7 separate regions of the Mus musculus genome follow, and regions 2, 3, 4, 5, 6 and 7 are each linked to region 1. A link is a contact called in public promoter capture Hi-C data. All regions are on one chromosome and are shown on one strand. The core of a region is the stretch at or near the end of the contact, and the rest is flanking DNA. Distances in the headings are between cores, read along the strand shown.

Region 1 (2,834 bases), core at 217-2,716:
AGAGGATCACACATGGTATCTTTACATGGAGGGCAAGAGAGAGAAAAGCTTTTTTTTTTACAGACATGGGCAGGGAAGATTCTTATTTTAAAAGATCCTGACAGAATGTAAAAGGTCACAGAAGCCCTGAAATTGGCAAGATTGATGTCACTGTTAGCAGAACTAGCTTCACTGATTTAGAAAAAATAGAGGTGCACAATGCTCTGGCCACTCCTTGAACCTGTGTGTCTGCCAATGTTTTGACCATTCCTTGAACCCATGTGTGTGCCCACTGCTGCACCTCACTGCCAGGTGTTTGTGATATTGGTTGCTGGGAGAGTCAGAAAATCTCCCCAGCAACCACAGCCCAGCCAATCCGGAGTTGCTACACCTGCACCAGACTCTTTCCTTGTACCCCTCCCATACCCATTTCTTGAGAATAGACATTGTTTAGATCTGGAAATCCCCTACTCCCCCCTTCTCCTTCCCCCCAGGGCCTATAAAAACTGAGACCCCTTTCCCCTCAGGGTCGACTCCTCTACTCCTGCGTGGGATGTGAGTCGTCCCCAGAGCTCTAGCTTTCCCCGAATAAAGCCTCATGTGGTTTGCATCAAGCTTGGTCTCTCATGAGTTCTTGGGTGTCCGCTATTGTCCTGAGGCCTGAGCGAGGGGCTCCTCTCGGAGTCTTTCAATTTCACACTTAGATAGCTTCAGTCAGAGGAGTCTGCTGGGGCAAAGACAGTAAGAGACTAAATTATGTACAGTCCGGCTGTGTGACTTCTAAAATTAGTAAGTTTTTAAAAGTCCATTAAGAAGAGAAACTAGAGGGGTTTTCTTTCCTTGATAACACTAGGAAATGTGACCCAATACAACCAACAATATACAGGGTTTAATAACTTGAACCATTGGGCCATTTTGTTTCTTAGTTATAAGGATAACATTTTCCCAACTCGTATCAGGGATAAAGCCATATAATGAATAAAGTGGGTAAGCGCAGACTATAATCAAACTATAGCAACATGAAAGCTTTGTACAAAACTTCAATTTGCATAGAGGTGAGGATGTTTCGGAGACGAAAGACTGTGGTGTTGGCCTGGAATTAAGCAACTATGAACTGGGCTCCTTTTCCGGGTTTAAAATAACAAAATATGTTTGACTCCAAGTTGGGAGTTCTTTAGCACGCATGTACCTGGATCCAGTGGCTTGGTCAAGGGAGAACTACAACTCCCAGCAGCACCGGCGAGAGCGCAACTTCCGGGCCTAGAGTTTCTCTTGCCCCCTCCCTTACCACCACCCCACTTCTCTCACAAACAAGCCGACTTTTCGCTTCTAGCGTCGCCGAGTTCGAGATGGCATTGGCCATTGGCGGCGGACTTCCTACCTTGCAAGGAAGGGCTCAGGACTCGGCTAAGAGGAAAGTCGGGTCATAGAAAGCGGGAGGTGGAGGCTGCGGCTCAGGACGCCCAGGGACGTCATGTCCGCTGGGCGGGGCTTCCCGATCCCGCGCAAATCGAAAGGTCCATGGCTGCGCTTGCAGCAGCCGCTCGCCGCCGTTCTGAACCCCAGGTGAGCGAGCGAGCCCCTATGCGGGCGGCCGGGCGGTCACTGGAGCAGCGGGCCGTGTGGAGGAAAGTGGGGTCCCCATGACTCTGATCCACGTGCCTTCTGCCCCTCGGCGCGAAACCCGGATCTCCGGGAAGTGAGCGGGAGCGTGGAGCGCCTGCAGGCGACTGCCTCGGCCTCCGGGTCTCCCGCTTTCCGCAGAGGCGGGCTGACGTGTGTCCTTACCAACACTCGTACCTAGCGATGAATTCCCTTTGTATATGCTCTCTCCTGTGCAGGTTTGAGGAGCCACGGCGCCTGGAATGGACTTGTGTGCTATGCCTGTTCGTTCGGGAGACGGGACTAAGGTGAAGCCGCTGCTGCTGTTACCTCGGGTACCACCGGCGACCTTCTGGTGTTGATGCGCCACATGGCACTCAGTCACTTCTATACTAAAGAGGAAATATTTATTCGAGATTTAGTTGGCCTAGAAGAAAGAAACTTAAGGAAATTTCACGAAATGTAATTATGTCCCTCCCCCACCCCAACCCCCCCCCCCCCCAGCATGCACGAAATCATGTTTTAGAGACGTTGTCTTTTAAACGTAGTGGACTCGTTTTACACAGACCCACCTGCACCCAAATTGGCTGATGTTTAAAATTACGGGTTCATGCCCCCCTTTAGGGATTCATAGTTAATGGGCATGACCTTAAAGGTAAATGAATCTCTCAAGTGTCAGGGCTGCTAGCTAAGGGCATGGCCACTTTCCTGTGGTGTCAACAGGGCACCTCTGGCTTATCCCATAGTCTTTAAGAACATGATCTTAGGTCTGTTGAATCAGGTGCCTGTCCCTGTGACCTCACTGCTGAGAGAGGGGAAGGTAAGAGTGGAAAATCCCAGAGAGCTCAGCCTAAGACCTAACTAGCCTGGTGGACGCAGCTCAAACAAACAAGGTGGACTGCCTTTCACATCCTCCGATTCAAACTCCATCACGCATGCATCATACACAGAAAGAATAGTTGCAGAGGGTAATAGCCTTTGCTCTTGCAACCATGAGGACCTAAGTTAGAATCCTCCCCCCAGCCCCCTCCCCATTAAAACCCCCTGTGCCTGAGCCTGCTGGTAACTGCAGAGATTGGGAGGCAGAGGTGGCAGATCCCAAGACCTCATTGGGCCTAGTTGGTTCCGTAACACCCTGCCTCAAGGTGATAGACAGGTAGCAATAGAGGAAGACACCCAATGCCTTGCTCTGGGCTCTGCATGGATGTACCCACACACTCATTACATGCACACACTCCCTAATACAAATACCT
Region 2 (2,834 bases), core at 195-2,694, 2.5 Mb before region 1:
TAGCCACACAGTGCAGCATACTCAGGGCTTCTGTCACATTCAGCATCGCATCAAGAATCTTCTGGGATTGGCATGTATACAGAAGAACAATTTTGGACCTCACCAAAGCATCAAATATGAGAACCATCCCATGAGGCCACCAGAAAATGAACCAGATCCACAAGACACTAACCCAGGGGCCAGGCCCCTTGCTCAGTGCTATCTTCAGCCCCTTGGCTGCCAAAAGAGTCGGTGGCAATACAGTGAAGATGGTAAAACAGATGGCATAATGCATGTACTTCAAAGCTTCCATGTCTCTGGAGGATGGAAAGGCGCAGAAGCCATTGTAAGCATCACTGGCCAGGGCGACTGGCAGCCCTAAGAGGGCAGCTGCTCCCCAAAGTCCCACACTGAGTCCCAAGGTGAAGCCACGGAGTTGACCAATATTCAGTCTGGGGTTCAGGCAAGCATAGCATCCTATCAACAGAGCTTGGGCAAAAGCAGAAGTATACCATACCCAGTAGCCCAGGTTGCATAGGGCTGTGCTGTGGGCGCTGTGTAAGCCTGGTGCCAGGATGGGCACTGCAATGCTGAACAGGGCACTGCCCACTGCTAACTCTGCCAGAATGGGCCAGCTGGGGCAAATCTGCCAGTGGAAGAAAGGTCTGAGAATCGCGAAGAGGATGCCGCCACTTGCCAGCATGCCCAGGACACTGGTGAGCATGAAGAAGGGAAGGGAAGACCTGCCAAGCAGATTACAGGAGTAGCAGGGAGCAGCTGGTGTCAGGCTGTAGTCACTCGAGAGTTCATAGGAGTAGTTATCTTCAAACGAATAATTCCAGCTGTCGAAAGTAAACTGAGTTCCATTCTTGTCTAGTGAAAGGTTTTCCACCTACAAAGTACACCCAGAAAGGACAGTCAGGGCATCTAGCACCTCAATAAAGAGGCTGGGGTATGTGCAGGGCTAGATAGAAGGGGCATTTGGGTTTGGAGAAAAGGGGATCTCCCGGCAGGTCATAGGTGCAGAGAGCATGGTGAACAGGGAAGCTGAGGAGGAGCCTGAATGGACGGAGCCACAGAGAAACCTGGTCCAAGTTGTGTAGAGATCTAAGAGAGCAGATAGATGGAGGGAAGGTGGGGACAGACCTACTGGGACTGCCTGAAAGATGGAGAGAGGAGAAATAGAGTGAGAATGGGAAATAGGAAAGAAAGGGAAAGGATTTTTTTGAAACTGAGAACAAAGAAAAGGGCATGAGAGATTATGAGAAAAGAAAAGTTGAAAATCCTGAGAAGAAAGTAGAAGAAGCAGTAGGACAGAGGCAAGGGTTATGGAACATGGTCCCCACACTCACCGGATACAGACAGTTCCCCATGGCACTGCAGGCTCAGGGCAGAGAAGTACAGGGCCTGGACTCTGTCAGCAGCTGTGGCTCCAAGATAAGTGCCCAGGGCTAATGACTTCTCTCGGGTTCTAGGCAGAGCCAGGGTGTGTGTGTGTATATATATATATATTCAGAGTCACACTCAGGAAGCTCAACCTCACACCCACAGGCTTCTTAAACCTTGGGCTAGCATCGGGCACCATCCTGGGGCTTCCTGTTTTGAAGTTGGATTTGCCTGATCAGAATGACCTCAGGAAACGAACACGGTGAGGTCCACAAAGGGGGAATTTTCCCAAAGGTGACAAGGGGATCTTTCCAGCAAAGGAAGGATGAGGGGCCAGGGGTGACTGGTGAAGCAGAGATAAGAGCCGCACTGGGAAGGTGGAGTGACCAGGCGTCTGATGACTCTCTCTGTTCTCTCTTTCTTTGAATGAGATCCAAAGAAAGAGTTCAAAAGATCCCCTGTTTGGGGGGAAGGTGGGCTAATGGTATTTGGGGTTGGCTCTATCCAGACAGAGTAGGCCTTCAGTTGGAGGCCTTTTGTGCGTGGCAGCACGAGTAGAGGAATGCACATATTTATCTGTGTGTCTGTGTTGGGTATCAGTGTGCCCCCATCTGAGTGCTAGGTGCTGGGTGGTGCTTGGGTGTGGGCATTGTTATCTAGAGCTATGGGTGCTAGAGTGTATGAGGGACTGGAGACTGGAGGCCTGTCAAGGCTCTGTAAAGACTCTCCTTCAGGGAGCAATTGGGCATTTGCCTTACCACCTATGGACTCAATGAATGCATCTCTCACACCAAGAGGAACACATGGTCTGACACATCAAAATAGGCTCTGTGGGACCATGGGATAGCATACTTTAATGTGAGACTATAGCCTATTGGGTAATCTCTATTCATATTCTGTTGTGAAACATACAGACTGTGAGAATGCTTCATTGGTTTGGCATCTCGGCAATAGGTAAAGTTTCTGATGGGAGGTAGAATTGTTATTTCTCTGGCCAGGAGAAATACAGGATACATGTTCAATATGTGGGTTCCCATTAACCCTCTCGGATGAGTACCCAGGTCAAATTTCAGGTGTATCAGGAGGGAGCTAAAAAGAGAGTTTGGCAAAAAAAGAAAAAAAAATGGGTGAAGCTTTCCTTCCCGCATAGCGTTGCTCAGGTCTTTACCTCCATCACAGAGGCGGCCAGCATTGCTGGACAGAGGGTAACGGGGTAGCAGTCGGGTGGCATGCTTTAAATGCAAATATTCTCTGGAAAGCAAAGGACTCAGACACTCTCTGTCCCTCGATTCCACATACAGATGCTCCACAGAGCAGCATGGCAAGGATGCAGTTCCCTTTGAGTGCCAGGTGCCCGGGACATGAGGACAGCCCTTATTTACATGCAGCCCAGCCAGCAGTGAGAGGAGCAGAAAGGAGGCAGCCTGACCACATGGATAATCCAGATATATTGAGGGTGGTCCCTCTGA
Region 3 (2,834 bases), core at 238-2,737, 2.5 Mb after region 1:
TCCTTCCCATACTTGCTACAAAGTCCTTCATCTTCAGGGAGAGTAAGGGGAACACACAGAATGTAAATATTAATATAAAATAAATAAAATATTAATATAAAATAAATAAAATATTAATATAAATTACTCTTCCATATTTTGGGGTGATTAATTTACTGTATGCTTGAGTTCATCTTGGAAGTCTTTCTTTTCTTTCTTTTCCTTTCTTTCTTTCTCTTTCTTTTTGTTTTATTGTTTTGTTTTTGTTTTTGTTTTTGTTTTTTTGAGACAGGGTTTCTCTGTGTAGCCCTGGCTGTCCTGGAACTCACTCTGTAGACCAGGCTGGCCTCGAACTCAGAAATCTGCCTGCCTCTGCCTCCTGAGTGCTGGGGAAATTTGCTTGATATGCACCATTTTCTGATTATTCAAATTGTAGTTAGACACTTCATCAAATCTTTATTGCCTATAGAAAAAAATATTTTAATGAAGAGTACAGTTGGCCTGCTTTGAGGGTTCATTCACTGAGATTACAGAACTTCGATGAATAAAAACTAATAATAAAAAATAAAATACTGAGATGTAAAGTGAATAAATAACTATATTAAAGAAAAATCAAGACAAAACAAAGGCCTCTACATTTAGTTACTTTTACAAAAATATTTAAATAAGTACACATATACCATGAAATTATCATTAAAGATTAAAACTAGATATTAATTTGAGTCACATTGTTAGACATTTCAAAACTGTTGGGTTTTTTTTGTTTGTTTGTTTGTTTGTTTGTTTTGGGGGGGTTTCATTTAAGGGAGAATCTTAGTATTCTGAGCTTATCCATCAAATAACAAAACACGCGATAGCCAAGTTTCTCAGTACTCAAAATTCTCATCGGAAGGTCATGCCAAATTGCACCATCAACATACAAAATGTGTGTATCCCTGAGAACAGACCGTCAATTTATTTGTTGCTATGAGAACACTATTTTGTATCAGAAATTGCAGCCTTGGCGACGCAGTGTTTGCGCCTATTTTGCACATGTTTTTCTACAGCAAGTCCTCTCTCTCTCTCTCTCTCTCTCTCTCTCTCTCTCTCTCTCTCTCTCTCTCTGCGATCCCGGGGAAAGGCTGGGCTTCCTCCTGCACTGGCCCATGTCCGTTTTCGCTCCAGTTCCGTGACTGGCAGAGTGGCTCCGCTCAGGAGAGGGTGACGCCAGAGAGCCACAAGGCCTGGCTCGGGTGGGGTTGGGGTGGGCGGACGCTTTTCGGGGAGGGACCGTGTAAGGGGCCGCCAGGTCTGCGCCCGGTTCTGGGGCGCACCTGAGACGGCCGGGAAAAAAAAAAGCTGAATAAAATAAGTAATTAAAGAAATGAATAAAGAAATAAGCAAGGCACACTACGTCCTTGACAGTCACAATCAGGCCCAGGCGGGTTCCGGAGCCTTGTTAATAAATGACGCCCCTAGGCCCAAAGAACGCGGGCCTCGGTTCTGGTGGGGGCGGGGATCGGGGGGCCACCGTGCATCCAGGGGCTTTCTCCGCCCGCGGGGTCCCGCAGGGTTCGTGCTGGATGTCTCCCGGGCGACCGGCTCCGCACCAAGATGGCGGAGGAAAGGGACGCGGAAGGGACAGGTAGGACCCTGCCTGGGGTGCCACGACGTCGCCTCTGCGCCTGAGGAAGCGCCCCCCGGCCAACATCTTGAGCCCCTCGGCGTGGCGACAGTGGGCTGAAAAGCGGCGCCAGCCCGCGTCCCCACCGTCCGCCCTCCCGTCCCCTCGAGAGGTCTGCGCGGGCTGTTGTAGCCCCCGCCGGGGAGGTTCATAATGGCGTCCTTGTCCCTGGCACCTCCCCTCCCCGTGAGGGCGCCAGCCGCGGTCTGGGTGGGCTGTGGGTAACCCGGAGGGCGGCCTCATGGAGGACTGGAGCTGCGACTAGAACCTGGCGGGATCCTCTGCGGCTGTGCCGAAACCCCGCCCAGCCCGGCCCAACCCGGCCCCAGCCGCCTCCATTTTGCCTCCTCCTCCGCCAGGCGGAGCGCAGCCTCCAGGTCAGACTGGGCCCTAGCGGCCCGGGTCGCGCTAGAGCCTTGCATAAGGAACACGCACTTTAATCACTTTAAAGAAAACCCAGCCGGGACTTGTCGGGCCGCCCAGACCGGCCGGGTACCCGAGAGGCCTCAGGGGACCCGAAAAACTAATGTTTCATGTTGAACTGCAAGACCTTTTGAATTGTTGCTAACCCAGCCGAATGACTTAAAATCGGATCTGTGACTCAACAGCCATTACGTGATAAATTGACAACATCACCGCTAAATAAATAGTCAAGCAAGCCCTAAAATAGTAAATGGCAAACATTGCAAAAAAAGTGAAAGTAACACTCCATCTTTGCTGACTCTCTCCCCTCCCTCTTGTATTCCCCCACCCCCACCCCCACCCTCTGGTTTGGAACACAGTAGTTAGGTTAACAACTAATATTTACACGAGTTGTTTAGTCCATTGTCATGGTGATTACAGGAACCCAGCAGGGAAACTTGAGACCCTAGATTTTTTTTTTTTTTTTTTTTTTGGTTTTGGCTGTCCTGGAACTCACTTTGTAGACCTGGCTGGCCTCGAACTCAGAAATCCGCCTGCTTCTGCCTCCGGAGTGCTGGGATTAAAGGCGTGCGCCACCACTCCTGGCAGCTAGAGATCTTATTGATGACCTGTGATTTATAGATGGTAAAATTAATCTCAGAAGTCGGCATTGTAGTATAGAGTTTTAACTCTACTAAGGTATCAAGATTTTTGTGGTGCTATTTTAGAAATGGAAGGTTTTATTCTACTTTTTTGTTGTTGTTTTTACAAAGAATATGAAGTTAGAGGG
Region 4 (2,834 bases), core at 202-2,701, 2.5 Mb before region 1:
TGACAGGCCGCGGGAGTGAGGAGGATACATTCCTTTAGTCCCTCCACTGCTGGTCCTCCCTCCTCCGGGAACCTGAGGCTCTGAGCTGGGGCGTCTTTCTTCCTATCTCTACACAGTTCTTCAAGCCACCCCATTAACCACCAGCAGCCTCTAAGAAGGCTGAGGTGCCCCCACAGCGCTGACCTACATAGCTTGGCCTGGGGCGGGAGGGGCTCTTCCCCAAGTCCCCTCTCCCCTGGCCCCGCCTCCTTTCTTCATTCCCCCCCCCCCCACTCCCTTCCTTCACCTCTTTACCTTTACAAACCTAAGAAGGGTTGAGTTTTAGACTGGGGCAAAGAGGCTAGTCTGCTACCCCACCCTAAATTTGGAGAAATTAATGTTCAGCCCAGGAAAGCTTTGGTTTTCCCATAGATCCTTCTCCCCAAATATCTTGCTCTCTCCGTTTGCTGCCCCGCACCCAAGTATAGGTTTCCTTGCCCAGATTTTAGCACCACTAGGACTAGAGCCAAAGTGGGGCCCCCTCCGCCCTGTGTTGTTGTTTTGCTTCAAGGAGAAGCCCCCTCTCCTTTGCCCACGCCCCCCTCGACAGCCTCACCCAGGCCCCCTTGCCTGCCCACTCAGAGCTCCGCGGCGGGTGGGGGACGCGCGGGGGAGCAGAAATGTTTGCATACAGCAGTTTTGGGGATCGTTCTGGCCACCCAACCCCTACAGACATACATACAGAAACACCCAACACACGCCCTGACTGAAACAGCGACAAATCTCACTCCGCCCCCAACACACACTGACACAGACATACACACAGACTCTGACACAGAAACGCAGCCCCAGACACCAACATAGACGCGCACACCCAGACACACACGGACATCAACACATCCAGACCCCGGTTGCTCAAAATAGACAGCAACCCCCGAGATCCACATCCCTGCTGCACACGTAGACATACACAGTCGGTCGTGTACATAGGAGGTGCACACGCCGGCACACCCCACGGTCCTCAGAGACAGCGATGCTCAGAGACAGACACAAGGGTATTCCAAGAGGCTGGCGACTTGAACCCTCGCTTCCAAACAAAGCCAACAGGCTCCCTGCGCCCGGCTCCCCGTCTGAACCCCCACCTCGGGGCACTGGCCACCTCCCCTGGCGCCGCCCCCTCCCTCACTCACCGTCCTGGGAAAGATTGGCCCCGCCGGGCGCCCAGGAGCAGGCGAGGAGCAGGAGCAGGGGCAGGGCGGAAGGGGCCCCCATCGCGCTTCCTGGCCACCTCCCTGGCTGGGCGCTGGCGAGCCTAGATCTCCGGGGACTGGGGCCGGGGGTTCTGGGTAGCCGGCGTCGCTGTCCAAAGGGGCAACCCCGGAGCGGCTTCCAAGCCCGGGGCCGAGGCGGGTACCGGGAGGGAGCCGGCGCTGCTGCAGTCGCCGGGATTAAATAGGGCGCTCGGAGCAAACCATTCGGTTGGAGGTGGAGGGGTGGTGACGGGGGGCTGGGCTGGTGGCGGGGGGGCCTGGATGCCGCATTCCCTACTCCCCCTCGCCTCCCACACCCCCTCCGCGCTTTTGTGGTGCCTTCCATCTTCTCCCCCGGGAGCTCCTCCAGCATCACTCGGGTGTGGAGCAAAGGGAGGGAGCTGACTCAGAAGTGGGACCCCATGCGCACCCCTCTTATGCTTGGGGTGGAGAGAGGGGAGGTGGACAGGGCGGTGGGCCAGCTGGCGACAGAGTCCACTGCAGGCCTGGGCAAGGGCGTGCCCACTTGCCTGAGGTCCTCCGGCCCCGCCTTCTCCTTAGGCAACCGGGATCCCCAAAGCTAGGACACCCCTCTCCACTGTGACCAAGGATGCCTCCCCAGGGTACCTAATTACTCAAGGCATTCTCCTAAGCATAAACCTCCGTAGTTCTCTTACTCAAGACCCTCTTCTTAACTGTCCAGCAACAATTTGTGGTTCCAGGCAACATCCCTTGCAAAGCCGACCCCAGGAGGCCACCGAACCTAATCTCCTTCAAGCCTTCTTTAAAGACGTTATTCCAGACACTAAACAAGGAAGTATCCTGTAAAGTTACTTGGTATTTTCCTCCTCCGTGCTCTGTCTTAGACCCTCTTTCCTGAAACTAGCCTCTCAATATCCTTTCTGCTCGGTCTTTCAGGGGCTCTTCTCAACTTTTAGCTAGTAAGAACCCAGGGTGAAAGCCAGACTCACAGACCCTCTTACAGACCAAGAAGCAGTGAGTAATGCAGCTCTTGTTCCCTGAGGCTATAGAGGAGATGGATGAGAAAGACTGTGTTTGCAACTTGCTCACATTCAAAAAGTCCCGAGTCCCTAGTGTTTGCTGTTCTTCTAGGTTATCTCTGAAAGAGTTTTGGTGTGTTTAAAAAAAAGGATCTTTCTGGGTTCGTTTGGTCGAAATTTAGCTTTGGAGAATACATTTCTAAATTTTAGAAATCAGGGAATTTTAGGTATGCCAAGAATTCTTAGAGTATACCTGATCTAACCCAAAGGAAGTTAGCAGATCTAATCCAGGTTTTACATTCACTTAGAAATAAAAGATCCAGCATTAGGAATGGTAAAGAAAAGTACATAGTGCTTTATTCTACAAGTGGGATGTGGGTGGTTCTAGTAACATCTCCAGTCCATTTTCTGTGCTGCTTTCCTCTGCTAGTATTTAATGTTTGGGTAATCTTTCCTTCCTTATGTCAAGGCTTCTTAACTCTTTATGGTGATGTAGCCAATGTCTCTGTCACCTAAGAACCTGGGGACAGCCTGCAGAACATATTTCGTAACCAGTAAAGCCTTGTCTAAGTGACAGGCAGTTATCTGGGGCTGAGAGAGTACT
Region 5 (2,834 bases), core at 222-2,721, 2.5 Mb before region 1:
TGGGCTTGTCCCTTAGGCTATGAACTCCCTGGTAAAGCAGGAAATAACTTTTGTGGAGTTCCCTATATCTAAAATACCTCTGGTTGAGACCTCACAGCTGGAGGAGAAACTCTGCTGAGGCTTGTAAAAAGGAAACTGAAAACTAGCATTTGCTTGGGCAGAGCCTTAATATATAATTATTTTGCCCCAGCATCAGGGTTTAGGACTCAGCTATAGGGCCAGGACTAGCCAAGCTTCAAAGTGAAAGAAGATAGTTGAGAGTACTTTCTGCTTTCTGTCTCCCAAGACCTGATTTTCATGATTTTCATGTCCTACTACTCATAGTGAAAATCTTTGTGAGGCGGATGGTTTGAACTCTCAGGACATACACCAGTCCCTGAGTTGAGAACTAAGGCTGCTTTGGAGAGAAGAAAATCCCCTGAGGTAAGTAAGATATGTCAGAAGTTTTCTAGAGAAAGCTTTAGGACCATTTTGCTAATCAGTAAATTAAGAGGAAAGAGAGTCCTGGGTTTCTGAGGTTAGAAAGAGGGATTAGTATTGACTGTATTCTAGAAAAGAATAAGGCTGCAGGAAGCCTGGTTCTAAACCTTCAGTTGACTGAGGAACAGAAGTTATCTTTTATTGCACCACAACTGAGACCTTTACAAAAGAAAGTGCATTTGGCCGTGGCAGGAATTAGAATATATTGTTCAGAGGGTTGACCCAGACTGAGCCTAAAAGGAACTCTGATTTTCTGGGTGTGTTGGTCTGTAGGTGTTTTATTGACATGAATTTATATTTAGAAGAGGGCTTTTGATTTCTAGCTGAAGGGGGAAGAAACATAGGGGCCAGGGAGCTATTTCTCGATAAAAGGTGAGAATAATGGCATGACAGAAAGCCTGTGATGTAACGTTAGCTTGAAAGCATCAGAGCTCAAAATTCTAAGTAACCTTAATCTAAGAAGAAAATATCTAATAAAAAAAATGTGGGGAAAAAAAAACCCAGCATGGTAGTAACACAAAAGAACAATTAAAAAAAAATCAGACACGGAATCAAATAGAAAAAAAAAAAAAAAAAAAAGAAAGAAATGCCAAGCAGATAATGTTACTCCATAATCCCAAATGTTCAAGTGACATGGCATCTTTTAAAAATTATATGTGCTTTTAATCTCTATTTCCTTTACTTTATTAGGTAATAGCAAGTTTATTTCAGTCTAGTTCCAATTGGATCCTGCTTTCCCATTTCCATAGTTAAATCCCTGGAATTTGGGGGAAGGATCATTCCTATGGTATCTGTTGAGGTTTGAATATATGCCGGCTGGTGGCTCCGGAAGGTCTTGGGACTTTCACAAGGAGGAACTTACTGGAGAAACCTTATTGGAGGAAGTGGGTCACTGAGGGCGGCCTGTGAGAGGTGATAGGCGGTCTCACTTGTAACTCTGTTTCTTTGTCTGAGCAAGAATCACAACCTGCCTGCTTCCTGTCCTGCCTGCTTCCTGTCCTGTCTGCCGCCATGCTTCCTTAACTAGCTGCTAGGTTTTTTCCTTGTCGTGATGAAATCCACCCTCATGGACCTGTAAGTAAAATTAAAACCTACTTCTCCCCTATGTTGCTAATGTTCATGACATTTTATCAAAACAGAAAAGAAACTAATACAGCAAAATGCTGGGTCCTGTTTACATATCCAATTCTGTCTTTTGCGGGGAACTGAAAAGAGATATTAAGGAAAAGTGATTGCTAAGAGATATTTAAGGAAAAGTGATTGCTACTTCCTGTTATTTTTGTTGTTAGAGGTGGAATTATATCTGTGTGGCTATATTCTTTTAGTTTTTTTGAAAGATTACTTTCTTGCTTTTTTCTAGGGTGTAGTTTCCCTCTTGTGTTGGTGTTTTCCATCTATTATACTTTGTAGGGCCGGATTTATGAGAAAATATTGTGTAAATTTGGTTATGTCATGGAATATTTTGGTTTCTTCATCTATGGTAATTGAGATTTTTGCTGGGTATAGTAGCCTGGGCTGCCATGTGTATTCTCTTAGGGTCTATATGAAATCTACCCAGGATCTTCTGGCTTTCATAGTCTCTGTGGAGAAGTCTGGTGTAATTCTGATAGGTCTGACTTTATGTTACTTGACCTTTTTCCCTTACCACTTTTAATATTCTTTTTTTGTTTGGTGCATTTGGTGTTTTGATTATTATGACAGGAGGAATTTCTTTTCCGGTCCAGTTTGGAGTTCTGTAGACTTCTTGTATGTTCATGAGCATCTTTTTGTTTAGGTTAGGGGAGTTTTCTTCTATATTTTTGTTGAAAATCTTTACTGGCCCTTTAAGTTGGGAATCTTCGCTCTCTTCTATACCTATTATCCTTAGGTTTGATCTTCTCATTGTGTCCTGGATTTTCTGGATGTTTTGGGTTAAGAGCTTTTTGCATTTTCTTTGACTGTTTTGTCAATATTTTCTATGGTATCTTCTGCATCTGAGATTCTGTCTTCTATCTCTTGTATTCTGTTGGTGATGCTTGCATCTATGACTCTTGATCTCTTTTGTAGGTTTTCTAACTCCAGGGTTGTCTCCCTTTGTGATTTCTTTATTGTCTCTATTTCCATTTTTAGATCTTGGATGATTTTGTTCATTTCCTTTACCTGTTTGATTGTTTTTTCCTGTAATTCTTTAAGAGATTTTTGTGTTGCCTCTTTAAGTGCTTATAGCTGTTTACTGTGTTCTCCTGTATTAAATATTCATTAATGATATTTTTAGGGTATGAAAGGATATCAATATAAAAGTTGAACACATTTTTACAGACTATTTGATTCTCAAAATGCTCAATATTATTAATATGTTTGATGTATAAAATACA
Region 6 (2,834 bases), core at 157-2,656, 2.4 Mb before region 1:
TACAGGAGAAAAATCTTCTGATCTTGAATTTGAAGAGATGGGACAGCAAAATATGGTCCTCAAGTGAATGAACTGGTAAATATATTTCATGTATATGTATGTTAAATTTTAAGTTATATGCCTGAAGTATACACACTGTGCCATATTCTACACTTTGCAGGGGTCAGGAACCCTAAGAATTCCTAGGTTACCACATGCCCTTTGAAAGTATCCTTTTTTGATCATCTTGCATAGCGATTCATTTTTCACGTTTCACCTAATGCTCTCCTCCTGCTCTGTCATCTTGGGTATGCCTTGTTAACCACTTACCTTGTGTGTCCTGAATGTAGACTTGCATAGAGTGCTGTAATCTTACGGCCGAGGTTTCTTTTCAGGCTGATCCTGGGACTGTGAGATGGAGAGTGAGTACCGGGAAATGCTGTTGTTGACCGGCCTGGACCACATCACGGAGGAAGAACTGAAACGGTTCAAGTACTTTGCTTTGACTGAGTTTCAGATTGCCAGGAGCACACTCGACGTGGCAGATAGGACAGAGTTAGCTGACCACCTGATTCAAAGTGCAGGTGCGGCGTCTGCAGTGACCAAGGCCATTAATATTTTCCAGAAGTTGAATTATATGCATATTGCAAATGCTCTTGAAGAGAAAAAGAAAGAAGGTGCGTAGGAGTGCCCTCCCTTAATGATATGAGAGAAATGAAACCCTTCTACATTGTATTGTAGGAAATTAATTTCCTTAATCACCAGGCCCTTCACCCCCCAGAGTCACTAAACAGCATGTTACAAATTCCTTAGCCGTGTCTGATGCCGGTAGTCAGGGCTGCCACCATTGTCTCTCTCTTCACCAGAGTCTGTCTCCAATCTACTTGCAGAAACTGCGGAAATGGCAGGTCGGTGTTAATGTCCAAGGTCTCATTACACAGTACTTAAGGTTTTCACACTTGGCTGAAGGCCTGCCTGGCTGTGACATGAAGAAAACACAGCCTTGAACATACAAACCAGAGAACTGTTTAACTTTGCCATGGACTATCCACCTCCGCGCTGAGCCATCCTGCCATGGTCCCAGTTGGCCTTTTTAAGGAAGCCTTTGCGCTTCTACTGCATGGAGTTTCTAATCCTTCCTTTATCTCTAGCATAGACGACATTATGAACTTCCAGGACACAAAGCACGTGTTTGCATTCAATAAACCAGCTCTCACTCTCCACAAATTATATGCCATGTCGTTAAGTTTCCAATTACTCCTTAAGAACAACTGGGATGTCCTTGGGGTTCAAATGACTAATAAGAGCCAATGAAAGTATACCTCATCAAGGGAGTCCCTAAAATGAGAGATTCCAAAGGCAGTGGTTTGGGGACACTATGTAATACAGAAGCTTCAAAATGTTAACTGCTTGCCGAGGAGATGTGTGTGATGCAGCAGCAGGGGCTTGGATTCCAGAGGGTTATTTATACGCCGTCTAAGTGATGAAGTAAGGGTAAAAATCACATACAGGTATAAGATGCTATGTGACTTTGAGGAACTTAGAGCAAGGCCTGATCACGATTAGTTTAAGAGTAGCTGACATTGGACAGAAAGTGTAGTTCTTACATTTGACCACACAGTGGCAGTAAGAACACATCATTGCTCCAGTCACTACTGTTCATCTACTGAACTAAGCGAGCCTGATAGCATGTTTTAGTTTTAACTCCCGAAATTAATTCCTATTCATGGCTTCTTTTTTTTTTTTTCTGGATAGGATGATATAAAGCCCCCTTACTTAAAAAAATTTCCTCTATTTTACTTCTGTAATAATGGTGGGGTTTTATCGGCTTGATTAGCTCAAAAGATCTACTTTGAGACCTGGTTGAAAACTCAGGAGTGACTGCTGATCTAGAAGTCAGTTTAGGCACTTTGCAGCTTGGAAGTGCTACTTGAAGTCATCTTCAAGCCTGCCTTGACCACAGCTGTGTCAGTGATGCCAGTGGCTGCTACGGTAGAGCATTGATCTCTGGCTTGTTTCCCAGCAGTTTTGCCTTGTGTTTCTTCTGGTAAATGTTCAGCATGACGTGGCCTTGCCTCATGAAAACTGTGTGTGTGTGTGTGTGTGTGTGTGTGTGTGTGTGTGTGTGTGTATGTGTGTGTGTGTGTGTGTGTGTGTGTATGTGTGTGTATCTGAACAAATTAAACGATGTCATTAAAGAATGATAACAGGGTCCCGACCTTTAGTTGAGGCTTGAGCAAGAGAACAGGTGAAAAATTATGAGGTTAAATAAGCATGACAAACCCAAGCAAACCTAAGGAAATTCTCCAAGTATAATGATCTTAGATAGAGGAAAAGTGTGCATTGAATTATTAAATGAAACGAGAGGTATCTAGTGGGAAGATGACTTTTCCAAATGTTTCCACACAACACTCTCAATGGCATTTTTTTTAAAAGGTCAGTATGATTGATAGGCTAGAACAGAGTGACATGTTTATTCCCTTTGGCTCCCTTAGCTCTCTTCTCCTCTCCTGTGCTGTCAACAGAGACTGGATGTTTTTATGTGCAAATATCCAAAATATAAATAAAAATGTCATAGCACTAACCATTGGACGATCAGTTGAACTTCTTGCAAGCATATTTGGTCATTTTGGTATTAGTCATAGGCCACTAGCATTTCCAAAGTTTATGCACCATAACAGCACAATGGAGTTAAAAATGTGATCAAAAAATTCTAAGAAGTTTATAGTTTTGCATTGGGCTGCATTCAGAGCTGTCCTTGGCACATGTGATTCATGGACCATAGATTAGACATGCCTACAAGAATAAAGGTCCCTATAGGATTCCTGACCAAGACTCAGTTCCTTCCTGTTGTC
Region 7 (2,834 bases), core at 228-2,727, 2.4 Mb before region 1:
CCTACCCTACAGGAACTAACATATAATTGGTTAATTAACATCCTTTGTCAAATTTTCTTTAATATGTGCAGCTAAATGTTTCCATTAAGGCATGCATTCATGGAAATTATAAAATAAATCCTTTTTATAGAAACTAATAAGAACAGATTTTTTTATATTAGCATTGTCTTAATTAGAACCAAAAATATAAAATTCTTCTCAGAAAACCAAAAGAATGACAATAGTTTACCTCCTAGAAATAGAAAAGTGTTTTAATAATAGAATTGTCCAGTAATAACTTAAAAAACCAAAATTTAATGCATGATTTAGGAGTATTTATCTTAATTTCTAAATGAACAGGGTCATAACTTTTGTAAAATTTTAGAAAGTCTGGGCAGCATAATTAATACACCTAATAAGTGATAGATCAACCATAGTGCACAGAGGGACTGCAGAAGAGTCTAAAAGTATGAAGTATACATCTAGTTCCGATGAACCTCCAACTCTTTTCTAAGTCTTACCACCAGAAAACAAAATCAAAGAAAACTAAAAAGACAAAAACCCAAAGCAATTAACTTTCAGGATGATACAGACTAACAATGTCTACAATATTACTTTATTCACTTGATGCACAAGTGAATGAAGACCATTTAATGTGCTTCTTAAGTCAATAAAACCACAGGTTTGCAATCATAATGAATCTGGGATATCTTTGACTACATATGCCCATTGGTGCCCAGGTTGTGTATGGTTGCAATAATAGATAATGCAGCCTGAGGGCTAGATGCATTTTTTCAGTATTATTGCTTCATGGCAATTTTTCCTGTCACAAACTTGTCTGTTGCCCAGCCACTCACTACAACCACCAGGTTCTAAGCATTCTCCAGCCAAGAAAACTAAAGCACTCTTCTTATTCACTTATCCAGACTTACCTAAAAAACGTGTATTTTATAATCTGAAATATGCCCCTTTTTGGGTCAGTCTTACTGGTGGAGGAATCAGGATGCCTAGCATCATTATGAGCCAAGGACCTGAATCCAGATAGTGCAGATTCACTGCTCAGTGTAGCAGCCACCAGCTTGGCTTCCTTCTCTCTCAACCTAAAGATCGACAAGGATTTCACCTGTAGTCGTGTGCATTCACAGAGAAAGCAGGGGGAGGACTCACCTCTTCAGAAAATTCTTCAGTGGTATCCAGTTTTGCAGGGCAGGAAGCAGTGAGTGAGTGAGCAAGTGAGTGAGTGAGTGAGAGAGAGAGAGAGAGAGAGAGAGAGAGAGAGAGAGAGAGAGAGTGTGTGTGTGTGTGTGTGTGAGTCTGTGTGTGAGTGTGTGTATGAAGAGTAAACAGTAAATCTCTCAGAAAGAGAACCAGAGGATTTTGTAATCTCCTGAAATTCTGAGACAATGAAGTGTTTTCAGAGAGAGATGGAAAGCTGACACTGGGTAGAGTCACTGCTCAGCTGCTCAGACTGAGGGGAACTGGGTTTCTCATCCTGTGCTACTTTGTGGGGAGTGGACAAGGTTCATAGCTTTCGATTTCCTCAGAGACAGAAACTCAAGAGTTTCCTTCCTGTAAACAATTACCAAAAAAGTCAAAGAGAGCTAGTTACACTCAGGATGTTTCTTGCAAATCTTCATAGGTACAAGATTTAGATTTATAATCCTCATGTCCTACAGGCTTGCAAAAGGATCCCTAGGAACCTTCATTCCTTTGAATGAAGGTGAAAACTTAGACCAAAAAAAGCCAAGTCACCCAGTCTCTTCTTTCTTTTCTGCTCAGACTCAGTGTCAGGAGATCTTTGCTGTGTCAGTTGCCAGCTGCATGTGAATGAGTTTCAAGGAAAATCTGAGATGAAACAACTCCTGGTTTAAGTCATTCCTGTAGCATCTATGCATCCATTAGTAGCTCCCAAGACCTAGACTTGCCACAGCATAATGTTACAAACACACAACTCCAAGCTGCAACCTCAAATAGCTAGAAAGGCATTTGGCATTATCCACCTCCCTCTTGATTATAGAACTAAGCTGTCCTCCTTCAATGGTGAAGTTAATGCTTCCTCAGTGTCTCTACATTATTCACTGGTAAGCACAGGGAAACCTGGGGCCTGGGAGTCAGTGGGAAACCTCGAGCTTTGATTGAGATTATGGACTGAAATAATGCTTGTCCTGCTGCACTTTTCTGGCATGGAGAATTCAAGGATTAAGGATTGATGTAATCCTGAAACATGGAACAAATGGTATCAAGTAGCAGATAATGGTATGAGAGCCTGCCAGCTGGTCTGCAAAAGAGGATAATGCCATAGCTAGGTAACCAGTCACCTGGATGAAAATGATGGGAGTTAAAATGCTTTCCAACTGCTAGTCTTGGGCAACTTTTGGATGTCTCTGCCTTTGATAGCAGAACAGTTGGGGGAAATCACCATCCCTGACCTCAAGCTTTCCTACAGAGCAATAGTGATTCAACTTGCATGGTATTGGTACAGAGACAGACATGTTGATCAATGGAATAGAAATGAAGACCCAGAAATAAAACCACACACTTCCCATCACTTGATCTTGACAAGCCAAAACTATACAATGGAAAAAAGAAAGCATTTCAAAAAAGGGTGTTAGTCTAACTGGCTGTCTGTATGTTGAAGAATGAAAATAGACCCATATTTATCACCTTGCACAAAGCTCAAGTCTAATTAGATCAAGGACCTCAAAATAAAATCAGATACACTGAATCTAATGGAAGAGATAATGGGAAAGAGCCTTGAACTCATTGGCACAGGGGGAAATTTCCTAAACAGAACTCTAATGGTTCATGCTCTAAGATCAAGGATTGATAAATGGGACATCATGAAACTGGCAAGG

Evidence for each region. Promoter capture Hi-C pulls out the DNA fragments that hold promoters and counts their contacts.
Region 2: a contact with region 1 is called in a promoter capture Hi-C map of hippocampal neurons, with 2.3 times the contacts expected there. The contact joins the promoter of Ackr1 here to the promoter of Exo1 in region 1. A contact is called at or near these places in 7 of 39 promoter capture datasets (the 3T3-L1 cell line, hippocampal neurons, liver and 3 more).
Region 3: a promoter capture Hi-C map of pre-B cells shows a contact between it and region 1, with 5 times the contacts expected there. The contact joins the promoter of Efcab2 here to the promoter of Exo1 in region 1. A contact is called at or near these places in 2 of 39 promoter capture datasets (the C10 cell line and pre-B cells).
Region 4: a promoter capture Hi-C map of hippocampal neurons shows a contact between it and region 1, with 5 times the contacts expected there. The contact joins the promoter of Cadm3 here to the promoter of Exo1 in region 1. A contact is called at or near these places in 1 of 39 promoter capture datasets (hippocampal neurons) and 1 of 115 datasets of contacts at active chromatin or transcription factors (astrocytes).
Region 5: a promoter capture Hi-C map of pre-B cells shows a contact between it and region 1, with 3 times the contacts expected there. The contact joins the promoter of Aim2 here to the promoter of Exo1 in region 1. A contact is called at or near these places in 4 of 39 promoter capture datasets (the C10 cell line, hippocampal neurons, liver and 1 more).
Region 6: a contact with region 1 is called in a promoter capture Hi-C map of the 3T3-L1 cell line, with 7 times the contacts expected there. The contact joins the enhancer-like site here to the promoter of Exo1 in region 1. A contact is called at or near these places in 5 of 39 promoter capture datasets (the 3T3-L1 cell line, hippocampal neurons, liver and 1 more), 1 of 484 Hi-C or Micro-C datasets (B cells) and 1 of 115 datasets of contacts at active chromatin or transcription factors (embryonic stem cells).
Region 7: a promoter capture Hi-C map of hippocampal neurons shows a contact between it and region 1, with 12 times the contacts expected there. The contact joins the promoter of Ifi206 here to the promoter of Exo1 in region 1. A contact is called at or near these places in 2 of 39 promoter capture datasets (hippocampal neurons and pre-B cells).

Annotation. Positions count from the first base shown.
Region 1 is chr1:175,879,312-175,882,145 of GRCm38.p6, forward strand. It overlaps Exo1 (exonuclease 1), which reads left to right and starts at 1,467. Exons shown (of 15, transcript NM_012012.4): 1 at 1,467-1,545; 2 at 1,821-1,889. It overlaps Gm36360 (a long non-coding RNA gene), which reads right to left and starts at 1,444. Exons shown (of 3, transcript XR_373723.2): 1 at 1,361-1,444.
Region 2 is chr1:173,332,059-173,334,892 of GRCm38.p6, forward strand. It overlaps Ackr1 (atypical chemokine receptor 1 (Duffy blood group)), which reads right to left and starts at 1,445. Exons shown (of 2, transcript NM_010045.2): 1 at 1,332-1,445; 2 at 1-871. The coding sequence starts at 1,352. It overlaps Cadm3 (cell adhesion molecule 3), which reads right to left. Exons shown (of 9, transcript NM_053199.3): 9 at 2,196-2,834.
Region 3 is chr1:178,404,531-178,407,364 of GRCm38.p6, forward strand. Efcab2 (EF-hand calcium binding domain 2) reads left to right here and starts at 1,488. Exons shown (of 7, transcript NM_026626.3): 1 at 1,488-1,603. The coding sequence starts at 1,573.
Region 4 is chr1:173,366,244-173,369,077 of GRCm38.p6, forward strand. It overlaps Cadm3 (cell adhesion molecule 3), which reads right to left and starts at 1,452. Exons shown (of 9, transcript NM_053199.3): 1 at 1,170-1,452. The coding sequence starts at 1,251. It also overlaps a transcript of Aim2 not described here.
Region 5 is chr1:173,419,133-173,421,966 of GRCm38.p6, forward strand. It overlaps Aim2 (absent in melanoma 2), which reads left to right and starts at 1,472. Exons shown (of 9, transcript NM_001013779.2): 1 at 1,472-1,554.
Region 6 is chr1:173,454,960-173,457,793 of GRCm38.p6, forward strand. Aim2 (absent in melanoma 2) reads left to right here. Exons shown (of 9, transcript NM_001013779.2): 5 at 375-656. The coding sequence starts at 395. Among named protein-coding and RNA genes, the nearest start is that of Ifi206, 35 kb to the right of the region's middle. Within about 2 kb of position 1,407, at least 17 of the 459 cell types and tissues checked have an H3K27ac peak or open chromatin away from gene starts, as enhancers often do.
Region 7 is chr1:173,489,841-173,492,674 of GRCm38.p6, forward strand. It overlaps Ifi206 (interferon activated gene 206), which reads right to left and starts at 1,478. Exons shown (of 8, transcript NM_001372437.1): 1 at 1,147-1,478.